Linked DNA regions of Mus musculus: regions 1, 2, 3, 4, 5 and 7 are each linked to region 6. The links are chromatin contacts, called in public HiCAR-type, HiChIP or PLAC-seq and promoter capture Hi-C maps. All regions are on one chromosome and are shown on one strand. The core of a region is the stretch at or near the end of the contact, and the rest is flanking DNA. Distances in the headings are between cores, read along the strand shown.

Evidence for each region. Promoter capture Hi-C pulls out the DNA fragments that hold promoters and counts their contacts. HiCAR-type assays count read pairs that join an accessible place to other places. HiChIP or PLAC-seq counts read pairs in DNA pulled down with a chosen protein or histone mark.
Region 1: a contact with region 6 is called in an H3K27ac HiChIP or PLAC-seq map of embryonic stem cells, with 2.8 times the contacts expected there. The contact joins the promoter of Nr2c2ap here to the promoter of Colgalt1 in region 6. A contact is called at or near these places in 1 of 39 promoter capture datasets (pre-B cells), 1 of 115 datasets of contacts at active chromatin or transcription factors (embryonic stem cells) and 2 of 9 other capture datasets (adipose tissue and liver).
Region 2: a contact with region 6 is called in a promoter capture Hi-C map of liver, with 5 times the contacts expected there. The contact joins the promoter of Zfp963 here to the promoter of Colgalt1 in region 6. A contact is called at or near these places in 4 of 39 promoter capture datasets (cranial neural crest, hippocampal neurons and liver) and 1 of 115 datasets of contacts at active chromatin or transcription factors (astrocytes).
Region 3: a contact with region 6 is called in a promoter capture Hi-C map of pre-B cells, with 4 times the contacts expected there. The contact joins the promoter of Gmip here to the promoter of Colgalt1 in region 6. A contact is called at or near these places in 4 of 39 promoter capture datasets (hippocampal neurons, liver and pre-B cells) and 1 of 9 other capture datasets (liver).
Region 4: a HiCAR-type map of astrocytes shows a contact between it and region 6, with 4 times the contacts expected there. The contact joins the promoter of Yjefn3 here to the promoter of Colgalt1 in region 6. A contact is called at or near these places in 1 of 39 promoter capture datasets (hippocampal neurons) and 2 of 115 datasets of contacts at active chromatin or transcription factors (astrocytes and embryonic forebrain).
Region 5: an HNF4G HiChIP or PLAC-seq map of pancreatic cancer cells shows a contact between it and region 6. The contact joins the promoter of Zfp866 here to the promoter of Colgalt1 in region 6. A contact is called at or near these places in 1 of 39 promoter capture datasets (liver) and 1 of 115 datasets of contacts at active chromatin or transcription factors (pancreatic cancer cells).
Region 7: a promoter capture Hi-C map of erythroid cells shows a contact between it and region 6, with 5 times the contacts expected there. The contact joins the promoter of Zfp868 here to the promoter of Colgalt1 in region 6. A contact is called at or near these places in 2 of 39 promoter capture datasets (erythroid cells and neutrophils).

What each region holds. Positions count from the first base shown.
Region 1 is chr8:70,129,814-70,132,642 of GRCm38.p6, reverse strand. It overlaps Nr2c2ap (nuclear receptor 2C2-associated protein), which reads right to left and starts at 1,316. Exons shown (of 5, transcript NM_001025586.2): 1 at 1,044-1,316; 2 at 635-725; 3 at 126-231; 4 at 1-56. The coding sequence starts at 1,081. It overlaps Rfxank (regulatory factor X-associated ankyrin-containing protein), which reads left to right. Exons shown (of 9, transcript NM_011266.2): 9 at 1-1,837.
Region 2 is chr8:69,748,526-69,751,225 of GRCm38.p6, reverse strand. Zfp963 (zinc finger protein 963) reads left to right here and starts at 1,264. Exons shown (of 4, transcript NM_001200023.1): 1 at 1,264-1,394. The coding sequence starts at 1,392.
Region 3 is chr8:69,807,228-69,810,229 of GRCm38.p6, reverse strand. Gmip (Gem-interacting protein) reads right to left here and starts at 1,543. Exons shown (of 21, transcript NM_198101.1): 1 at 1,410-1,543; 2 at 372-456. The coding sequence starts at 1,428. Atp13a1 (ATPase type 13A1) reads right to left here. Exons shown (of 26, transcript NM_133224.2): 25 at 2,895-3,002; 26 at 2,481-2,811. The coding sequence ends at 2,701.
Region 4 is chr8:69,892,461-69,895,398 of GRCm38.p6, reverse strand. It overlaps Yjefn3 (YjeF N-terminal domain containing 3), which reads left to right and starts at 1,416. Exons shown (of 6, transcript NM_001353930.2): 1 at 1,416-1,488. The coding sequence starts at 1,424. Ndufa13 (NADH:ubiquinone oxidoreductase subunit A13) reads left to right here. Exons shown (of 5, transcript NM_001382215.1): 3 at 79-157; 4 at 824-895; 5 at 989-1,230. The coding sequence ends at 1,178.
Region 5 is chr8:69,773,381-69,776,307 of GRCm38.p6, reverse strand. It overlaps Zfp866 (zinc finger protein 866), which reads left to right and starts at 1,397. Exons shown (of 4, transcript NM_177899.3): 1 at 1,397-1,518. The coding sequence starts at 1,516.
Region 6 is chr8:71,609,725-71,612,656 of GRCm38.p6, reverse strand. Colgalt1 (collagen beta(1-O)galactosyltransferase 1) reads right to left here and starts at 1,633. Exons shown (of 12, transcript NM_146211.3): 1 at 1,213-1,633; 2 at 463-573. The coding sequence starts at 1,457.
Region 7 is chr8:69,624,181-69,626,880 of GRCm38.p6, reverse strand. It overlaps Zfp868 (zinc finger protein 868), which reads left to right and starts at 1,333. Exons shown (of 5, transcript NM_172754.2): 1 at 1,333-1,446.

The sequences.
Region 1 (2,829 bases), core at 67-2,566, 1.5 Mb after region 6:
GGTGTCCTCAGGGTAGAAATCTACAATCTTGCTGAGTGCCTCCCCACCCCGTGAACCTGCAATGGAGAAATGGGCTAAGAATCCAGGGAACCCTGTGGACACCCCACCTCTCAGCTTTCTTGTACCTTCCAGGCAGCTGTGGCGACTGGAGAAGCCACCCTGGAACTGCACCTGCAGCTGTGTGATCTGAACACACTGGGGAAACTCGAGTGACACCCACTGGGAGGGGCCCTGGAAGCAGAGGGATAAACTGAGGCACTTGGTAACTGCAAGGTTAGGGCCCTATGATGTTCTGTTCATCTTTCTTTCTTTTTTTTTTCCCCAAGACAGGGTTTCTCTGTGTAGCTCTGGCTGTCCTGGAACTCACTTTGTAGACCAGGCTGGCCTCGAACTCAGAGATCCACCTGCCTCTGCCTCCCAAGTGCTGGGATTAAAGGCGTGTGCCACCACTGCCCGCCTTTTTTGTTTGTTTGTTTTTTGTCTGTTCATCTTTCAAGTGTCACTGCCACGGCCAGCACAGGAAGGGTACAAGCACACTGTGCTTTCTAGTCTCCCCAGAGATCTCAAGGCACCCTGTAACCTTGCATCTTCTACACCCCTACACTTGGAATGAAGGGGTATAGAAGCACCTCACCTGGTCAGAGTTCCAGCACGTCTCTTCATCCTGGTCAAAAAGATGTTTCTTTCCAAATTGCCGGCTGTTGCGATTGAGCACAGAACTGACCCTGCAGGACAGGACCAGGTTAGGGGCCTCAACACTTGGACATCCTTGCTGTGAGCCACCCACCAGGCCGGCCGGCCCCACACCCAAGAACTCTGCTACCAACAGCCAGGAACTTAACTACCAGACCGCACCCCCAGCCAGGGAACAGATGCACCAGGCAACACACCACTTAAACCACGGGACTCTACCACCTGGCTCCGCCCCCAGGCTGCTCCAGGTTCCTGATTCTGGACCCCAGCTAGCTGCCATCTGGGCCTCGTCTCCACAACTCAGCTCCCAGTTCTTCCGCCCCCGCGCCCAGATCTACACTGAGTCTCACCTGCTCACAGTGTCCGGACAAACCAAAGACTGAGTCATCACAGTTCTAGGATGACTCGCGGAACGCGAGTTCGAAGCCCGGCGCTGCCACTCCCAACTTGATCTAGCGGCCACACTCCCTACCCCCGGCCACCTCTATATGACAAGGTGGGCGATCTGGGAACCGGAGGAACACTAAAAGCAGCTTTCTAAACCAACCGAGCCCCAGCGGCTCTGCAGATCTACGAACCCGGAACCGCGTGCGGATAGCGCACGCGCAGTGCTACACAGACACTGTTCCGTTCGCGGGGCCGGGGCGGGGTTTATGGCACCTCCCCTTCGCCTCTTAAAGGGCCCTCACACTGAGGTTTCTGGTTCTGTTGAACTACACACCTAGTGGCTACAAAATGTTCCCATGGCCTTCCTGTGATCATGTCTACCTGCAGAAGGCCTTGCTCGCCGTGGATGCAGCTTGGGAGCCCTGCACCCCATTGCCTTCCAAAGAGGCCAAAATAAATGTTGAAGAGGCCGTGCTACTGGGTGCATCAGTCACCCCCAGCCCTTGCGTCCTGCTCCGACCCTAAATCCATCTCCTGCAGGGCTTACGTTTCATGCTAACATGGACAGTAGCAGATCTGCCTAATATATTTTTGAGACAGGGTCTCGTGTAGATTTGGCTGCCCGGAATTTGCCTCGCAGGTAATGGCCGCCTAGACTCCCAGAAATCCTCCTGCCTCTGCCTCCTGAGCCCTGGGATTAAAGGCATGCACCTTCACGCCCCGTATTGGGATTAAAGTATATTTTTTAATTAAAAACACTTTAATGTGTAATGAGTGTTTTGCTTGAGTGTTTGTATACTATACATGTCTGGTAATTGTCCATCCAGAAGAGAACATGGGATCTCCTGTACCACCACTTCCAGTGAGGCTGCTGGAAACCGACTGTAGGTCCTCTGCGAGAACAGGAAGTGCTCTCAAACATTTTCCAGAGTCTACTTTTTGTATTACTTTTATTAATATGTGGAAGTTAGAGCATAACGTGTAGGAGTTAGCTTTCTCCTTTCACCGCATGGGTCCTGGGGATTGCATTTGAGTCATCAGGGTCAGCTACTTTACCAACTGAGCCATCTCCTCAGCTAAGGAGCTCAATAGCAGGCTGCCCAGAAAGTGCAAGGCACTGGGTCCCATCACCAGCGCGAAGGATAAATCAGTCTCTCAGCGAATGCTTTCCTAACATGTTATGGAAGACTTGGTCAAAGAATGGTGTAAGGTGGATTTCAGAGGATGCAGAGGAGTGTGTCCCAGTGGGAGCAAACAAAACCAGACATAGACACCCCAAACATCATGGGTTCAGGGATGAGTCACAGGAACAAAGAGACTGAAGAAGCAGGGAGACTTTCTAAAGGAAGGGCTTTCTGGAAGAGAAAGAGTTCCAGGCCAGGGATTAGCAAAAACATAGAATCAGGTGACACAGACAACAGGTTTGAATGAGAGCTAGGGAGCCACTTCCCACTGGTCTGCAGCAGCTTTGGGGAGAGGGTGGAACCCCAGCCTGCTCTCTGAATGAAGACTCCCAAGACAGAGCAGCCTCTGGGTTGAATGGCCTCTGATCTTTCCTCTTTCTGTGAGCGCCAGAGGGTTCCTTAGCATCCCACCGGTGTCTCCTAAGTCCGCCCCAGGAAGCAGGCCTGGCAGGGTAACTGGGTCACATCAGGAGGGATGCCCTGCCAGCCCAGAAATGCAGGGCCTTCCTTGCCAGGCCATCCAGCTTCAGCCTAGCTGTTTTCCAAGGCCATGCGTCATTAAACG
Region 2 (2,700 bases), core at 15-2,514, 1.9 Mb after region 6:
TGGAAGGTACTGAGAAGCTATTGTGAGTCATTTTGGAATTCAAACCTGGATTTCAGTGGAGATCCTAGAGCCATGAGACATCCGCCAAGGAGAGAATTGTCTTGAGCCTTAGAAGATATTTGGACCTTTAAATAATGTTGAGACTGTGAAAGTCTATGGGGACTTTTGACGGAGAACCAAATGCATTTTGCATTATAGTATGGTCTATGGGGGCCAGGGAGTGGAAGGAGGTGGTTTGAATGAGAATGGCTTCCATAGGCCATGTTTCAGTGTTTGGTCCCCAGTGATGGAACTGTTTGGGAAGAATTGGGTGCAGCCTTGGTGGTGGAGGTGGTCTTCGAGGTTTTAAAAGACTTGTGCCATTCTCAGTGGATTAAGGTGTGAGTCCTCAGCCTGTGGCCAAGCCTTAACAATACCAGCATGGACTGTTACACACTGCACCTCTAAGCCTGGTTAAACTGTTTTATAAGTCACTTCAATCATGAAGTTTTATCATAGCAACAGAAATGTAACTATGTCAGGCAAGTGCCCTTAATCACTGAGCGATCTCTCCAGCTCCTGTTTTTTTTTTTATCAACTCTAATTTTGTCTGTTTGTTTGCATTGGGTATGTTTATTTGTGCAGGCTAGTTTTATGTCAATTTGACACAAGCTTGAGTCATCAGAGTGGGGAGCCTCAATTGAAAATGTCTCCATGAGCTTGGGCTGTAAGCAAGCCTGTGAGGTCATTTTTAAAAATTAGAGATTAATGGGGGGAAAGCCCATTGTGGCTGGGGCCATCCCTGGACTGGTGGTCCTGGGTTCTCTAAGCAGCCGTATTTGCAGACAGTTTGGAGTCACCCGATGTGGGTTCTGGAAATTGAACTTGGGTCCTCTGAAGAGCAGCATGTGCTCTCAACCTCTCAGTATCAACTGGAACCAGAGTGGTCTGACTGGCCTCCTAGGTCTGAGGCACAGGGGCCATTGTATTAGACACTGAGTTGGTAACTGGACTGCTTACGAGAACCATCTGGTACCCTGTTAGACTAGGAAGTGCTTGCCGAGTTCACTGAGACAGCAGGGCCCAGCTCTCCAAGAACAAGAACAAGTTCTGCGTCAATGTAAATTCTCCTGACCATATGCTGGAGTAAAAGGCAGGCAGTCCAGGGCAGAGACTGCCTGGTCATCACTTCAGCTCCTGCTGTCAATCAGCAGTCGCTGGGCGGACCTAGCCAATCAGGGCCTTCAAGCTTACACCACTCAATCAAGAGCGAGGTAGGGCAGTGGGAGGCGGATTTTCTCTGTCCGCCGTGTTGTAGACTGAACTCCGTGGCTCAGGGAGGCCCCGTGGGTGCGTGTGCTGCGCTGTGGCCGCCGCTGTGAGGGGAGCACGGGCAGCTCGGAAGCCGCGACATGGTGAGCGCAGGGCCGCTGTCCCAGGTGGAGAGGAGTGGCAGCTATCGGTAGCTCTTCGCTTGTGCGGCGTTAGGCCCGCTGCGGTTGGCGGCGACTAGGTCGCTGCGGCTGTGTCGCTCCGCCCTTCGGCCGCGTCTGCGCAGAGCTCAGGGCGCCGCAGGGGAGGCCCCGCCCTCCGTGTCGGTGACGTCACGGCCACGAAGTGGTTTTTGTGTTGTACCCTGAGGCTGTTTGCTGAACTCAAGGTCCTGCCGGTTCCCCTGAGTTGTCTTCACATATTGGTGGAGAGTCCACTTTGAAATACTTTTGTGGGAGTTGTAAACTCTTAAGTTTTTGCTTATTTATGCCTATGTTGGATAGTATTTGTGAAGACAATTACTCTCCTGAGTTTAATTTGCTCTTTTAAAAGAACATTGACTATTTTGTGAGGTTCTTTTTTTATACTGTTTTGTAGATAAATTAGTTTCCAAATATTCGTACACTATTATGATCATTAAATTTCTTTGTAAAGATAAAATCTTTTATTTGTGTACTATTTATTTAGAATTGTCTGGAACGTTGAGGGTTTTTTTTCCCCCTTTACATATAAACCTTAGAACGGCTTTCTGCTGTTACACAAGATGTTAGCATTCTTGTTGGGATTGTGTTTTGAATTTATAGTGTAAATTGAGGAAAGCAACATCTTGGTGTTGTCTTCTATTTACTAGGCCAGTGCATATTCTTATTTGATTTTTTTTTTCTTTTTTCTGGACACTGGATCTCTCTGTGTCAGTGGTTCTTTACCTTTCGGTTAAGACAATCAGAAAACACTAATTCCCAATGGCTTTAGGAACTGAGATACTGCTCAGTTACAACATTACAATTATAACATAGCAACAAAAATAATTTTTTGGTTGGGAGTCACCTCAACATGAGGAAATGTATCAAAGGGCCGCAGCGTTAGGAAGGTTTAGAGTGACTGCTCTATGTATTCCTGGCTGTATGGGAATTTGCCATGTAGCTCAGGCTGGCCTTGAGTTCACAGAGATCCCTCGTCTCTGACTCCCAAGTGCTGGAATTAAAGACCTGTGCCACCGTGCCTGGCTTGATTCATTTTTGAAAAAGAAATTTATCTTCATCCAAGGATCTTTGTGAAATTTAGTATATGCTTCTCTTTGTGTCTCCTTTGAGCTGTGGTGCTACATACTCGGGGAAATTGCTAACCATTCAGTTGCTCATTGCTATTATACTGGAAGATGGACTTCTTGTGTTAATCTTGTATTCAAGAAGATTTTTTTAAAAAAGATTTATTTATTATTATAAATAA
Region 3 (3,002 bases), core at 294-2,793, 1.8 Mb after region 6:
AATCCTGGGCCTTGTGAATGTTATGCACCTGCTACATCCCCAGGTGAGGTTCTTTCCTAAAAGTAAGACTTGAGAAAGGGTTGGAAGGGCCATAGGCAATTTAGGGGCTTACGGAATTGACACTCATAGCTGCTTCTACCATTTTTAAAGGAATCATGAAGTTGCATGTGTGTGTCTCAGGATCATCTGTCTTTAAGATAGACCCCCAAATACCTATGTATCTAGAATACCAGAGGGCCCAGTTGTTTGGAGGGGGGGGCTCCTGTCTTAGGCTCAGGAGGTTGGAAGTCAGGGTGTCTGGATGTGGGGCAGCATGATACCCAAATAATTAGGGAGCTCTGCCCAATGTGGTGACACAGGCTCAGACTCACACGTTCCCCAATGATATCTCGAGGTTGTCCAGGCTCTGGAAGATGTCACTGTATCTCTTCCTGCCCTCAGGAGCTGGGGTTAGCTCTGGGGGAGGGAAGTGTAAGAAAACATGAGCCAACCAGTGTCTCTCTCCACCCATTAGTAGTGGCAAAGCAATCCGAATGTACCTCAACAACCACTCTCAAGCAGAGGTGGGAAGGGGGGCGGGCGGAGAGGGGAGAGAAGGAGGGGGGAGGGAGGGGGACAGAGAGAGAGAGAGAGAGAGAGAGAGAGAGAGAGAGAGAGAGAGAGAGAGAGAGAGAGAGAGAGAGAGAGAGAGAGAGAGAGAGAGAGAGAGAGAGAGAGAGCGCTTCGGTGGGGTCATTTCTGATTCCACAGATGGATCCAGGTAAAATCTCAGAGAAGCGTTTGCTCACAGCCACAGGGACACCATGCATGGGAGGACCCATAAGCAAAGGAAGGAAACAGATGCAGCTGCCATATGAATGCTGGAGTAGAGGGCTGGCTTGACAATGGAGCCACATGGACCCCAGGCCAGACAGATGGAAAAGCACGTGGGACACACAGGCACTTAGCCTGCGGTATAAACACACGCGAGTACCGCTGAAACCACGAGGGACAGGACTGAATGACACTCGATACACAAAGACAGCCGGAAACATAACCCAGTTCTAGCCACAATTCTGCCGCCGCCCCCTAGCCTGATGCCTCGGGGCTACCTGCAGGAATATTGGCCATGACACCCTGCCCCCATCCATCCTACGATCAGAAGCAGAAGCGGCCACTTCCCCTTCCTGGGCCCCTTCCCCCAGGCATCCGGGGTGCCCGCTCTGGCGGGCAATCCGAGGGCTGAAGGCTGGCGTCGTGAGCACTGTGCGCTTCAGGGGTCTCCAAGGTGCTCGGGGATCCCCTCGTTCCTTCCCCTGTCAGTACTCCTTTCCCGGCTGTCAGATAGCTCAGGGGTAAGTTGGGTTTTCTGGTTTAGGAACTGAGGAGCGGTGGTGGGAGGCCCCCCCCCTTCGGTCCCCACCCCGTACCTGTCTCCGCTGAGTCCATGGCGATGCCCGGGGGCAGGGGGTGGGGTGGGGAACGCGCGGCAATGCTGAGAAAGGGACAGGGCTGCGCGCCGCCCGGGACCAGCCCGATTTCCTGCCTCTGCCGACCCAGTGGTGTCGCCCCGCCCCAGCTATGCCACGCCTCGAGACGACCACGCCCCTCCCGGAAGTCGCCATCGCATTTGACTAGCTTCCAGAGTTTACCCCAGTAGAGGAGCCCCAGCGAGCCAGGGGTCCCTTCTGTAGATTTCTGTAGCACCCTAAGTCCCTGTAGCACTCTTCCAGCAAGCCGGGGATGTCTGCCCCAGAACATTCCACACCCAGCGACTAGATTTAACTCCCCGCCTAGGCTTTTAGATCCAGGGCACTCCTGTGAAGAACTGCAATGAAGGACTGCAATAAACCCCAAATCTCCAGGGCAGGCTTATTTTGTTTGTTTTGTTGTTTTGGAGACAAGTGTCTCACTATGTGGCCTGGCTTGGTTTATTTGGTGTGTGGGACTGATTAGCCTCCAACTCAGAGATCCCCTGCCTCTGCCTGCTGAGATTAATGATGCACACCAGGGCTGGAGAGATGGCTCAGCAGTTAAGAGCACTGTCTGTTTTTCCAGAGGTCCTGAGTTCAATCCCTAACAACCACATGGTGACTCACAACCATCTATAATGAGATCTGATGTCTTCTTTTCTGGTTCAGCATGAAGAGAGAATAAATCTTCAAGTAAAAGTGCAAACCACTGTCTAAGTGGGTGAGGCTCCTGAGGTGGTCGGCTCCCTTTCAAAGCAGTCAGTGGTTTTAGGGCAGGCAAGGCCACAAACACCTTGCACTGTGACCTCCATGCATGTAAGGAGGCTATCCACGGTGGCCAGTGACAGTGCGCCTGACAAGAGAGAGGATGTGCACGACACTAGAAAACCTGAGGTCCTAGGTCCAGGAACGCCCGCAGAGGGTGTCTCTCTCCTCTGGGCCTGTGGTAATCCTAGGCCCTTGAGTGACCACCTGGCCCCTCCAATTCCCAGGGGGCCCTGTGTGGCACAGATATAAGTGGCAGCAAGCTTTATAAAATTGCAGACGCCGATTTATTTACCAAAGGTGCTAGCCAGGACTCTTCTACTAGCCCGGCCAGCGGATGCCCACAAGGGTCCCAACTCAGTCTTCCAAGAGCAAGGCAGGGCTGCCTCACTGTGGAGATGGGAGCAGTGCTCCCTCCTGGGGCAGCGGCGGTTTTCCTGTTCAGTGGCAGCCAGGGTAGGCAGTGGATACCAGCACCATCTTCTCAGGAAGGCACTCTCAGCTTCGGAGTCCCCAAAAAGAACTGTAGGACACGGTCAGCCAGGAGTGCCAGGCAGAAGTCCAGGGCCAGGACCTGGCCGATGACCAGCTTGAACTGTCAAGAAGGAAGCAGGCTGAGCTGGGTCTGTGGCTGAGCTGGGCCAGGCTGGGCCAGGGCCACTGCTCAGAACCACTCACCTCTACAGGGATGTCCACAAGGCCAAACTGGCTGTTGAAGTCAGGTGAGGAACCAAGGAGCAAGCCAATGATGGCCAGCAGTGACACTGCCAGACTCCACACCAGGGG
Region 4 (2,938 bases), core at 167-2,666, 1.7 Mb after region 6:
CTGGGTACAATGACCCAGTGTCCTAAGTGGGGCCCTGGAGGGCACCATGCTGAGAGGGGGGTCTCATTTCTCTTGCAGGGTACAGCATGTTTGCTGTGGGCATCGGGGCCTTGATCTTTGGCTACTGGAGAATGATGAGGTGGAACCAGGAGCGCAGGTAGGCCCTGCTCACCACCATGGAGGGGTTCTGTGAGGATGAGGGAACTCCTACTTCCTGTCCTGAAGTAAAACGCTGAGACCAGGCCTTCAGCTGTTGGACTTGGGCTTCACAGCTGGCACTGTGGGTGGTAACCAGCAGGTGGTGGGCTTGGCCTTGGTACATGGTGGCAGGTACCAGAGAGCCCAAGACCGTGAGTGTCATAGATGAAAAGTTTCCCTGGAAAGATTCCTTCCTGGGTTCCCGTTTCCTCAGCCCCTGAAGTTGAGAAGTTCGACTCCCTGTGGGGATAAATAAGAACAGTGGAAGAAGGCCCTGCAGGCCCAGCCCCCTGCTATTTTGAGAACAAAGGGAATTGGTTTTGTAAAGCCCAGAGCCTAGTGATGAGTGTCCCCCTCCATCCAGAGCATCAAGCAGGGCTATTTTTAGGATTTTTAAAAAATGTTTATTTGAAAGGAAAGTGTGAAGCTGGCAGTTTTATGGCTGCTATTGCCTGCCTGTGCCAGCTGTGCCCTAGCTTGCCCTCCTGTCCCAACTCAGGTGGCCAGCATTGGCCCCAGCTTCCCCCTCCCCACCAGCCCCACCAGCGCCCTGTGGCCCTGTCACGTCTGTGTCCCACACTCTCCCAATGGCCACATCTGACCCCACTGGGTATTGATTTTCCAGGCGCCTGCTGATTGAGGACTTGGAGGCCAGGATCGCCCTCATGCCGCTCTTCCAGGCAGAGAAGGACCGGAGGTAGGCTAGGGTGGGAGGTCCAGTGGAGCTATCAGGGACTGGGAGGAAGGGACAATGGTTTGCCTTGAGCTTAGCCATGCCTCGTGGCCACAGGACCCTGCAGATTCTCCGGGAAAACCTGGAGGAGGAAGCCATCATCATGAAGGATGTGCCCAACTGGAAGGTGGGCGAGTCTGTGTTCCATACCACACGATGGGTGCCACCCCTCATTGGCGAGATGTATGGGTTGCGCACCAAGGAGGAGATGAGCAATGCCAACTTCGGCTTCACCTGGTACACTTAGGGCCTGAGCCAACGCACATAATAAAGAGTGGTCAAATAAAATGTTGACTCTATAGTGACTCTATCGTGGATCCTTAATCGCTGGGCCCGCGGCCCAGTCATCACAGAGTTAAGTCACCCCGTGCTTTGGCCAATGGCTGTATGGAGCGCCTCCTAGTGGCCTCAGATTAGCAGGTGCCTAGTCACAGGGCTCCGCCTCCGGGCCACACTTAAAAGGCAGCGCGGAGCCAGCTTGCCCATGCGACCATGAGCAGCAGTGTGCACAACAACACGGGCCCTGTCCAGTTGCCAGAGGAGAGGCGCTTTCTCAGGTCAGTGGGTGACAAGGGGTCGCGGCCAGGGTGGCAGGCAGGAGGCAGGTGAGTCTGGGGCTTAAGGTCTGCTGGGAGCTTGCAGGTGCATCCAAAGCTGAGTTGCCAAGGAAACTGCATTCCAGGCAAGCCAGCCCTCATAGTCACCCACCAGGTTCTCTATTGTCAGAGAGAAATTGTTTGAGATGTGGTCAGGGGCTTGGAGTCACACAGAGGCTTTGAATATCTACTGCCACTGGGAGCCACAGGGGGCTCAGGATGCCTTGCCAAAGCCCCTGGCACATTTTGGAGTACAGAATGTATGCATGATGCCTGTGAACAAGTGATGGGGAGGGCACCCGGGTGCCTTAGCTGGATGGTTTCTTGCCTTTCTAGAAGTAATTTGGGATTTTCAGGCTTAATTCCCTTCAACACTGGACCTGAAAAGAGATCTAAGCTTGGCTGCTCCTGTCCTAGGAGCTGGAATTGAGTGGGACCTCCCAATATCAGGCCCCAAGTGGCGGGGGGGGAGGGGGGGGGCTGCTCCCCCAGCTCGCATCCACTCTGCACCAGGGTCAGCGCTGCCCCTTGGTTGGGTTCTCTAGGACTGCTCACTGTCCCTGCTATCATAGCTTCAGGTGAAGACAGGGAAAAGATCAGCACCCCACCCACCCCTGCAGAGGCAGCAACCATGGCTGTCCGACCAAAGTGGGACTGAGCCTCTCTCTCCACAGTGATGCCTATGAGTGGAGGCCAGAGGCTCCCATCAGGTCTGCCTTCCTCTAGTCTCCTCCATCTTATTATTTAAGAGTCTCTCACTAAACCTAGACTATTGATTGTCTAGGCTGGCTGGCCAGCAAGTCCACAGATCCTCCTGCATGTCCCTTGACAGTGCTTGGGTCACAGACACACCTGCTGTGCCCAGCTGTTTATCCACCCCACCCCACCTCTGCAGGTTCTAGGAATTAAACTGATTGCAAAGGCAGCAGTTTGTCGACTCTTAAGGCATGTCTGTGAATTTATTGTGAAGGTGTCTGTACAGGAAATAGACATTGGGTCCCCTGAAGCTGGAACTGCCCAGCGTGGGTGCTGGGAGCTGTACTCAGGCCCCTTGCAGGAGCAGTTCTGGCTCTTAGCCACTGAGACATCTCACATCCCTCCAGCATTGTTTTTGAAACAGAATTTCAGAAAGCAGGACTAGTGAGAGTCCTGCCTCACCCTCCAAGTGCTGGGATTCAAGTTTGTGCCACTGTGTCTGGGCCTTTTCCCACGCTGAGCACAAGCTGGATGTGCTGTGCCAGAAGCTGGCCAGGTGGCCCGTGCCTTCTCCATCCCCCACCACACACTCCTCCTTCCTGCAGGTCTCCTACCCCGCACCTGTGGTCCCATCTTCCTGACTGAGCAGCCTGACGGCTTTCGTTTCTTTTCCCCATGAGACAGGGTTTCTCTTTGTAGCCCTGGCTGTCCTGGA
Region 5 (2,927 bases), core at 148-2,647, 1.8 Mb after region 6:
AGAAGGTACAGAGAGTGCTCCCATCCCCTCACCTCCTTCCCTCTTTTCAGTCGGTCCTTGATTGTGGTCTAGGTAATGATACTGCCCACTTTTAGGAAGAGCCTTCCTATCTCAACTACCCTATTTAGAAACACCCTTACATACATGCTGGAGGGTTGCTCCTATCACTTTGACAATCAAGACTAATCATTACACGACTGAACACCACTCACTGATCTGTTCATTGACTCCATTAGCTTTGCTGGGTTTTTCCTTCTTATTGTTTCTACTGCCAGTACTCCCCCACTTCTTCTTTAGTAAAAATGGGTGAACGCCTTTTTCCCAGCACCCGTGAAGCATAGGCAGGTAGACCTCTGTGTTTGAGATTAGCCTGGTCTACAGAGTGAGTTCTAGGATAGCCAGGGCTATACAGAGAAACCCTGTCTTGGAAAAAAACAAAAAAACAAAAAACAAAAACAAAAACACCAGGATAGCTAGGGCTACACAGAGAAACTCTAACTCAAAAAACCAAAAATTAAATAATAAAATGTTCTGATGATTTAGTGGCTATGTACGTGTGTGTGTGTCTGTGTATATTTATGTGTGTGTGAAGAACACACTTGTGGAGGCCAGAGGACAACTTTCCTGAGTTGGTCTTCTTCTACTATGTTCATGCTTAACCTACTAAGTCATTTCCTTGACCCACGTCTTCAATTTTCTTTTTCTTTTTCTTTTTGCTTTTGTTTAAATTAGAATGTCTGTAGAGGCCTGGAGAGGAGAAACGGGGGTGAGATGGAAGGATAGAGAGGTTTTTGGTTTTTGTTTGTTTGTTTGTTTTGGTTTTTTCAAGACAGGGTTTCTGGTGTAGCCTTGGCTGTCCTCACTCTGTAGACCACTCTGGCCTCGAACTCAGGAATCTGCCTGCCTCTGCCTCCCAAGTGCTGGAATTAAAGGTGTGTGCCACCACTGCCTGCACTGCCCGGCTGGATAGAGATCTTAACTGGAAGAACACACATGCTATGAAAATAGAGGAAATGAATACTTGTGTTAATGTGCAACCTGGGACAGATGTATAAACCATAGATGTTCCTTACTCAAATTCCTGATGCCTGGAGAACATCATGTCCAGTTATAATTTGACCTTCTAATTAAAACTGACCTGAGCACCTTTCTAATTGTGAGGCAGCAGGATTGCTGCAATGAGCACTCGGTGTGCACAGTGACGACTTGGTGATGGAGTACTGCTTTACCAGGGAGAAGCTAGTTCTGCTTAGAAGCAAGGAGGGCGGGGCTATGGCTGTCATTTGAATCCCACACTTCGGCTTTGGAAGCTAGTGTCACTCAGGCTTTGGTAGCCAATCAGGTTCTAGAACCGTGCCGTCTAATCAGGACTACTGGAGAGCGGCAAGAGGCGGGTTCTTCACGGCCGCCATATTGTGGCTCGGCTCTGCGGCACAGGGAGGTGCGGTGTGTTGTGCTGTGAGCGCTGCTGCCGGGACCAGTGAGGAGAGCGCGGGCGAGTTCGGAAGCCGCGCCATGGTGAGCAAGGGCCGCTGTCCCTGCCCGCTGTGGTGGATCCTCCCCGAGGCTGGGGCGGGGCGGCAGCGGCATTCAGTGCTGTGTGGCGCTGGGCCCTGTGTCCTCTTCGCCGTGGTCCGCGCCTGCGCAGAGCGCGGAGCCTCCCTGCGGAGGCTCCGCCTCGCGCAGGAAAGAGTCGGTGCTCTGTCTGGGGCAGGCGTTTTATACAGTCCTGCTTTGGGTATCTCATCAGAAGGTTGTAAAACAATAGGTCATCTAGTTTCTGCTACTTTCTAGAAGTTCTGAATTTTCATGTAACATTTAGGTCAAAGCAATCAACTTGAGTTAATACTGTGAATTTTAAACTTTAAAAAAATTATTATTTTTTGTGCATTGGTATTTTGCCAAAATGTATGTATGTCTTTGTGAGGATGTCAGATCCTCTGGAACTGTTGTTGAGCTGCCATGTTGGTACTAGGAATTGAACTCAGGTCCTCTGGAAGAGCAGCCGGTTTTCCCAACCATTAAACCATCTCTCCAGCCCCAACATTGTGAAACTCTATTTAATTTCTTGTCTATAGACATCGGTTCTGCTAATAACCTTTTGCTATTCTGCCCTTTGTTGAGTTTCCTTTGCTACTTTGTCAAAAAAAGGTACACACACACACACACCCCATATATATATGTGTGTGTATATAACATGTGTATATATAATATCTATAACTATATATATACACTTTAAGTCTGTGTGCTGTTTCTTTGGAATTGTGTGGACCATTTTCGTTTTTTTCCACTCTCCACATAAACTTGAGAATCAGTTTCTTAATTTTTCATAAGTTGTTAGGATTTATATTGTGATTATTTAAATCTTAGTGCAGATTGAGGAAACATGACGTTCAGTTCTGAAGCTTCCTATCGCCATATTTATGGGGTATCACTATTTTGTGTTTGCTTTTTGTTTGGTTGGGGTTTTGTTGTTGTCTTTTTTGCTTATTTTGTTTTTTGTTAGGTCTGCTTTGGCCTAAAACTCACTCTGTAGAGGCTGGCCTTGAAATCATAGCCATACACCTGCTTCTCTCTGCCTTCCATGTGCCAAGATTCAAGGCATTGTCTCCCACTGCCCTGCATGGTTTTGTTTTGTTTTGTTTTTTGTTGTTAAAAATTATAGTTCTTGCTGGGTTGGTTGGTCAGTCTACTTTTAACCCAGCACTTGGGAGGAAGAGGTTGGCAGATTGAGGCTAGCCTGGTTTACATAGCTGCAGAGTTCCAGGTTAGCCAGGGTTACATCATGAGACCCTGTCAAAAAGATGAGGTGGATGGTCTGTAATGATGGTTCAGTGCTTAAGAGGGTATTGCTCTTGTAAAGACTCCAGTTTGATTTCCAGCATCCACCTCTGTGACTCACAACTGCCTATAACTCCAGTACCAGA
Region 6 (2,932 bases), core at 384-2,883:
GCCACCGTAGTGCCTCTGAGAACAGGAGCGTGAGCATGCACACACATTATTGCACACTGTCCTACAGGTTCTGAGCCTGATGCAGTAGTGCTGGGTGATTCTAGCACTCAGGAGACTGAGACAGGAGGCTGGCAACTGCCTCAGTCTGAACTACACAATAAGACAGGCTGGCAACTGGCCTCAGTCTGAACTATACAGTAAGACAGGCTTATCAGGAAGTTAAACAGGAGAGTGGATGCTGGCAAGACCCTAGACACAGCAGTAGGTAGCCACCAGACACAAAGGAATTCAGCCACAAAGGTGTGGCAGCTGTGTCCAAAGTTGCACAATGGAGTGAAGGACAACGGGACAAAGGTCTGCTGAGAGGATAGGGACCTGGTGGGGAAGCTGACGATAGAACTGGAGCATTCTAGATCCTACCTTCCCAAGCTTCAGTACTCCAGTCGGGGATTTGAGGCTCACCTGGGTTCCTCTGCCGGTCGCCACTCCACAGAGTGGTATAAACCCTTCACTGCCACCAGCCACTCTCGAAGTATGGCTGAAGTGTTGTCAGTGTTGTGATCTGTGGCCACCCTGTGAGCACAGACAGGACAAGATGATGGCACTGGGGGTTTCCCAACCTGGCTCAGACCCATCAGCTATAACACCCTGGATAAAACTCGCTACACTCCAAGCCTGTTGCCCATCCATCGGTGACAGGGGAGTAAAGATGACACCCAGCTCACTAGTACACAACTGAACAGAACCTGCTGGTTTGGAAAGCACATTGGTGTGAGACCCTGTCACAAAGATAAGTTCATTAACTTTGTTAGCGTGGAATGCTGGCCCGAGCCTCAGGAATCTTATCTGGAAGTCCCGGAGTTCGCTATAAGGGTCTGGAAGCACCAGCCTGGCCCATTCTAAGGAGTCAGAGGTTCTAGGATGGTAGCTCGCTGTGAGGGCTGGCAGCAAATCAGAACAGATTCCTAAGTACCTGAGGGGAGGAGGCAGCAGCTTGGGGTCCCAAGCCGCAGTGGGGACGAGCCCGGGCACTATGGATATAGAGCCGAGCCCCCTCAAGTGCGTAATCCCTGGGGTACATAACTCAGGTCCTCAGAAAGAGGACCGAGTCTCCGCAGCGCACAGCCGAGCCCAAGTGCATAGCAACCTCCCTCCGGTAGAGACTTGAGTCCCGCCTAGTCCCGGTGCACCGCGCAAGGGCCCGCAGCTCACCACAGCGCCGTGCGCTCCCGTGGGTGGCGCAGCTGCTCCAGGGCGCCCAGCGTGGCGGGCAGCGCGGGTGCCGCGTTCCGCGCCAGCAGCGCGATGAGCACGCGCGGCGCCTGTAGCGGGGACTCGGGGCTCCAGCGCTCCTCTGGAAAGTAGCCGTCCGCGCCGCGCGGGCCGCCCAGCGGCGGCAGCAGTAGGAGCAGTGGCAGCAGCGGCAGCCCGCGTGACCCGCGTGGCAACGCCGCCATCGCGCCACGCGTCGCCTTTAAGCAGCTTTTCTGCCGGGGGACGAGGGCCGCGCCTTAAAGGAGTCGGCGGCGGGAAGGACACATCCAGGTCCCACCCCTGACACGCTCCTTAAAGGGAAGTGGCCCGCGGGTCATACTGTGAGTCCTGGAGAGAGGCATGACAAGGCTACGCCTTTAAAAGCTTCCACTGCTTTCCGCCGACCGCAATAACCCGGTCACAAGACGTCACTTGCGGGGAGGTTCCGGAAGCCCCGCCCCTAGCTCGAGCTTTAAAGACACAGACAGTTCTTTGACCACGCCCTGAGAGTGTTCTGTTTTGGAGCCCTCTAATCTCACGCGGTGGCTCTTTACAGAAGCTTCTTCTATTTAGAACCATGTCATCTCAGTTTCCAAGGTTGCGACATGGTTATTTTTGTTTGTTCGTTGCTCCATTTAAGAAGCCATCGAGCCGGGCAGTGGTGGCCCACGCCTTTAATCCCAACACTTGGGAGGCAGAGGCAGGCGGATTTCTGAGGTCATGGCCAGCCTGGTCCACAGAGTGAGTTCCAGGACAGCCAGGGCTACACAGAGAAAGCCTGTCTCGAAAAATCATTAAAAAAAAAAAAAGCCAGCGAAATGGCTCAGTGGGTAAAATCGCTTGCTACCATGTCTGAGGATCCAGAATCCTCAGTCCCCAAATTGTATTGCCCTCTGGCCTTCTTAAAAATGGCTTGTGTGGGGCTGGTGAGATGGCTCAGCGGGTAAGAGCACCCGACTGCTCTTCCGAAGGTCCAGAGTTCAAATCCCAGCAACCACATGGTGGCTCACAACCATCCGTAACAAGATCTGACTCCCTCTTCTGGTGTGTCTGAAGACAGCTACAGTGTACTATTGTTATAATAACAAATAAATCTTAAAAAAAAAAATGGCTTGTGTGCGCCCCTTCCTGCTCTTACTGTTGTTTTCATTTTCTGTGTTTCAGTGTTTTGCCTACATGTACGGCTGTATAACGTGTGTGTGTGTGTGTGTGTGTGTGTGTCCCTGTTCTCCAAGGAGGTTAAAAGAGGGCATCAACTCCTCTAGAACTGGAGTTGCGGATAGTTGTCAACCACTGTGTGGTGTTGGAAATAGAACACCACTCAGGTCTGAGCACCTTTACCTACAGAACCATCCCACTAGCCCATTTCTCCTGGTTTGTTTTTAAAACAGGTTCTTACTCGGCAAGCTCACTCTATAAATTCACAGCTATACTTCTGCTTCATTCTCCTGTGTTCTGGGACAGGCATATACCACCAGGCCAGCAGACTGGTAAAATCCACATAGATTTTCCTACTCTGGTCCCTAGCCTCTAGAGGACCCTAGGGTCCACAAGACATCTCCTGATAGGTTATTTCTCCACCACTGGTGAAATGAGCCAATTTATGCCAGATTCGATTATATTAAAGATGGGTAGTTTTACTGGGGAGCTGCACTCGCTGACTGGCCCCAAGGATTGA
Region 7 (2,700 bases), core at 84-2,583, 2.0 Mb after region 6:
TTCATAGCAGTCTTTTTTATAAGAGGTAGGAGTTGGAAACAACCCTGATCCCTGATTTGAAGATTTGATCCTTCAAATCTGGAATGGATTCAGGAAATGTGGTACATTTACACAATGGAGTAGTACTCAGCTATTAAAAACGAATTCATGAAATTCTTAGGCAAATGGATAGAACTAGAAAATATCATCCTTAGTGAGGTAACCCAGGTGCAAAAGAAAACACATTTTATACACTCACTGATAAGTGAATACTAGCTCCAAAGCTCCAAATAACCAGGATACAAGTCACAGACTGCATGAAGCTCAGTAAGAAGGAAGAACAAAGTATGGTTGCTTCGGTCCTTCTTAGAAGGAGAACAAAATATTCACAGGAGCAAATATGGAGATAAAGTGTAGAGCAGAGACTACAGGAAAGGGCACTCAGAGTCTGTCCCACCTGGGGATTCATCCCAAATACAGTTACCAAACCCAGACACTACTGTGGATGCCAAGAAGTGCATGCTGAAAGGAGCCTGATATGGCTATCTCCTGAGAGGCCCTGCCAGATTCTTACAAATACAGAGATGGATGTTGGCAGCCAATCATTGGACTGAGCATGGGATTCCCCAATAGAGGAGTTAGAGAAAGGACTGAAGTAGAGGATGGCCTTGTCATGCATCAATGGAAGGAGAGGTCCTTGGTCCTATGAAGGCTCGATAGATGCCCCAGTATAGGGGAATTGATGGCTGGGAGGTGGGAGTGGGTGTGTGGTTGGGTGGAGTAACACCCTCATAGAAACAGGGTGAGGAAGAATGTAATAAGGTGTTTCTTGGAGGGAGGGAAACCGGGAAAGGGGATAACATATGAAATGTAAATAAATATCCAATAAAAAAGAAAAGAAAAAAAATGGCTTTAGGCACATTGACTGAGGCGGACTACGAGTTTGAGGCTCTTGTACACAATAAAGGAAGAGTCTCAACAAAAATATTCTGAAGAAGCTATGGTACAGTGCCCCCTGAACTGTCATCACCAAACACTAGTTTGGTTCTTTCAGCGGACTTGTCCCTAGGTAAGTCAGAGTCACAAAACTGGCCTGACATCGTTAACTATTTTCACTGGTCAGGGTCCTGGAATCATTCAGTAGGGCACACCTAGAGGTACACAAGAGCCATGAACCTATGTTGACACCTGCTGGCCACCGCAACACTAAACAATGGGCTCTAGACTCACAGCCTAAGGAACTGCAAGAGGAGCTACTCCTGTCACTCAGATCACCTAGAGCAGTTCTAACCAATCAGGAGCTACAGACAGGTTGTCCAATCAGAAGCTTCTAGGAGGCGGGGGGGCGGGTTCTTTTCGGCCGCCATGTTAGCTAAAGGTTCTTCACCGAAACTGAGGAAAGCCGTTGTGGGAGCCAGTGCTTGGAGCTGTGTGGGGGAGCGCGGGTGAGCTCGGAGCCTGGCAATGGTGAGCGAGGGCCGCTGTCCCCTGATGGGAGGAGCGGCCGGCTGGGCTGCGGGAGCCGGGGTGGTGGGTCCTCCCTGGGGTTGGGGCAGTGAACGCGGGGACGTCGGGGCTGCGACCTGGGCCTCCGCCTGCGGTCCGTAGGTACTTCCGCCCTGATCCTCTTGGCGTCAGCGCTGAGCGGGAGGTCCCGCCCTGCGGGGGGCGGGGGATGGGCGGAAGCCAGTACGCGGATGACGTCACGATCCGGGCTGGCGGGGACGTCCTGCTTTTGGTGGTGCGCTGAAGGCTGCTTGCTAGACTAAGGCTGTCTAGGTTCTTTGTGCTGTCTTCGAGAAGTTCTGAACTTTGCTTTCCACATGTAAGTGTGGCAACCTCTTTAGGTTAATTTTACGACATTTGTAAAGTCCAGTGAGTTTCTTTGCAAAGATGTTTAAAACCAGCTCTGGGAAAGATGACTTGTCTCCTTGAATTTATTTTGTTCTTCGGTCAGACATCCTTTGATTATATTTTTGTTTTTATTTCTGCTTATGCATTTGTGGGCTTGTTAATTTTTCTTCCCTCAAATAGTGCATTGTTTTGCGTACCGAGGTTCGCCGAGAACTGTTAGTCAGGAAGCATTGTAGTCGATTCTTCTGTATTGTGTTCACCATTCTGGTCCTTTTCTTCATTTCCACACAACCTTTATTTCTTGTTTATTTTAGCATTTTTATTGGAAGTATGTTGAACTACTAGTTTAAACTGAGAACATGAGCATACTATGCTAGAAATAAGATAGACACATTTGTATCTCCCCAAAGTATCAAATATTTTTGAATAACAATAAACTTAAAAGGTTTTGATGGCAGCAATTTGCCAAGTGATTTCACTTACATTTGTAATTAGGACAAGGTTAATGTGGGTTTTATTCTAGTCTTTTTTTTTTAAGATTTATTTATTTTATGTATGTGAGTACACTTTCGCTCTCTTCAGACGCAATGGAAGAGAGCATCTGATCCCATTACAGATGGTTGTGAGCCACCATGTGGTTGCTGGGAATTGAACATAGGACCTCTGGAGGAGCAGTCAATGCTCTTAACCACTGAGCCATCTCTCCAGCCCTTCTTTTAGTTTTAATTGTTAATATTAATTCTCATGTCAAAGCACACAGTATATCTCTGCATATATTTAGTTTATAAAATGAATACTTAGAAGTAGGCTGAGAGAAATGTAGGTAGAGTTTGTCCTGATATGAAAAGGAACTCAAAACAATTGTGC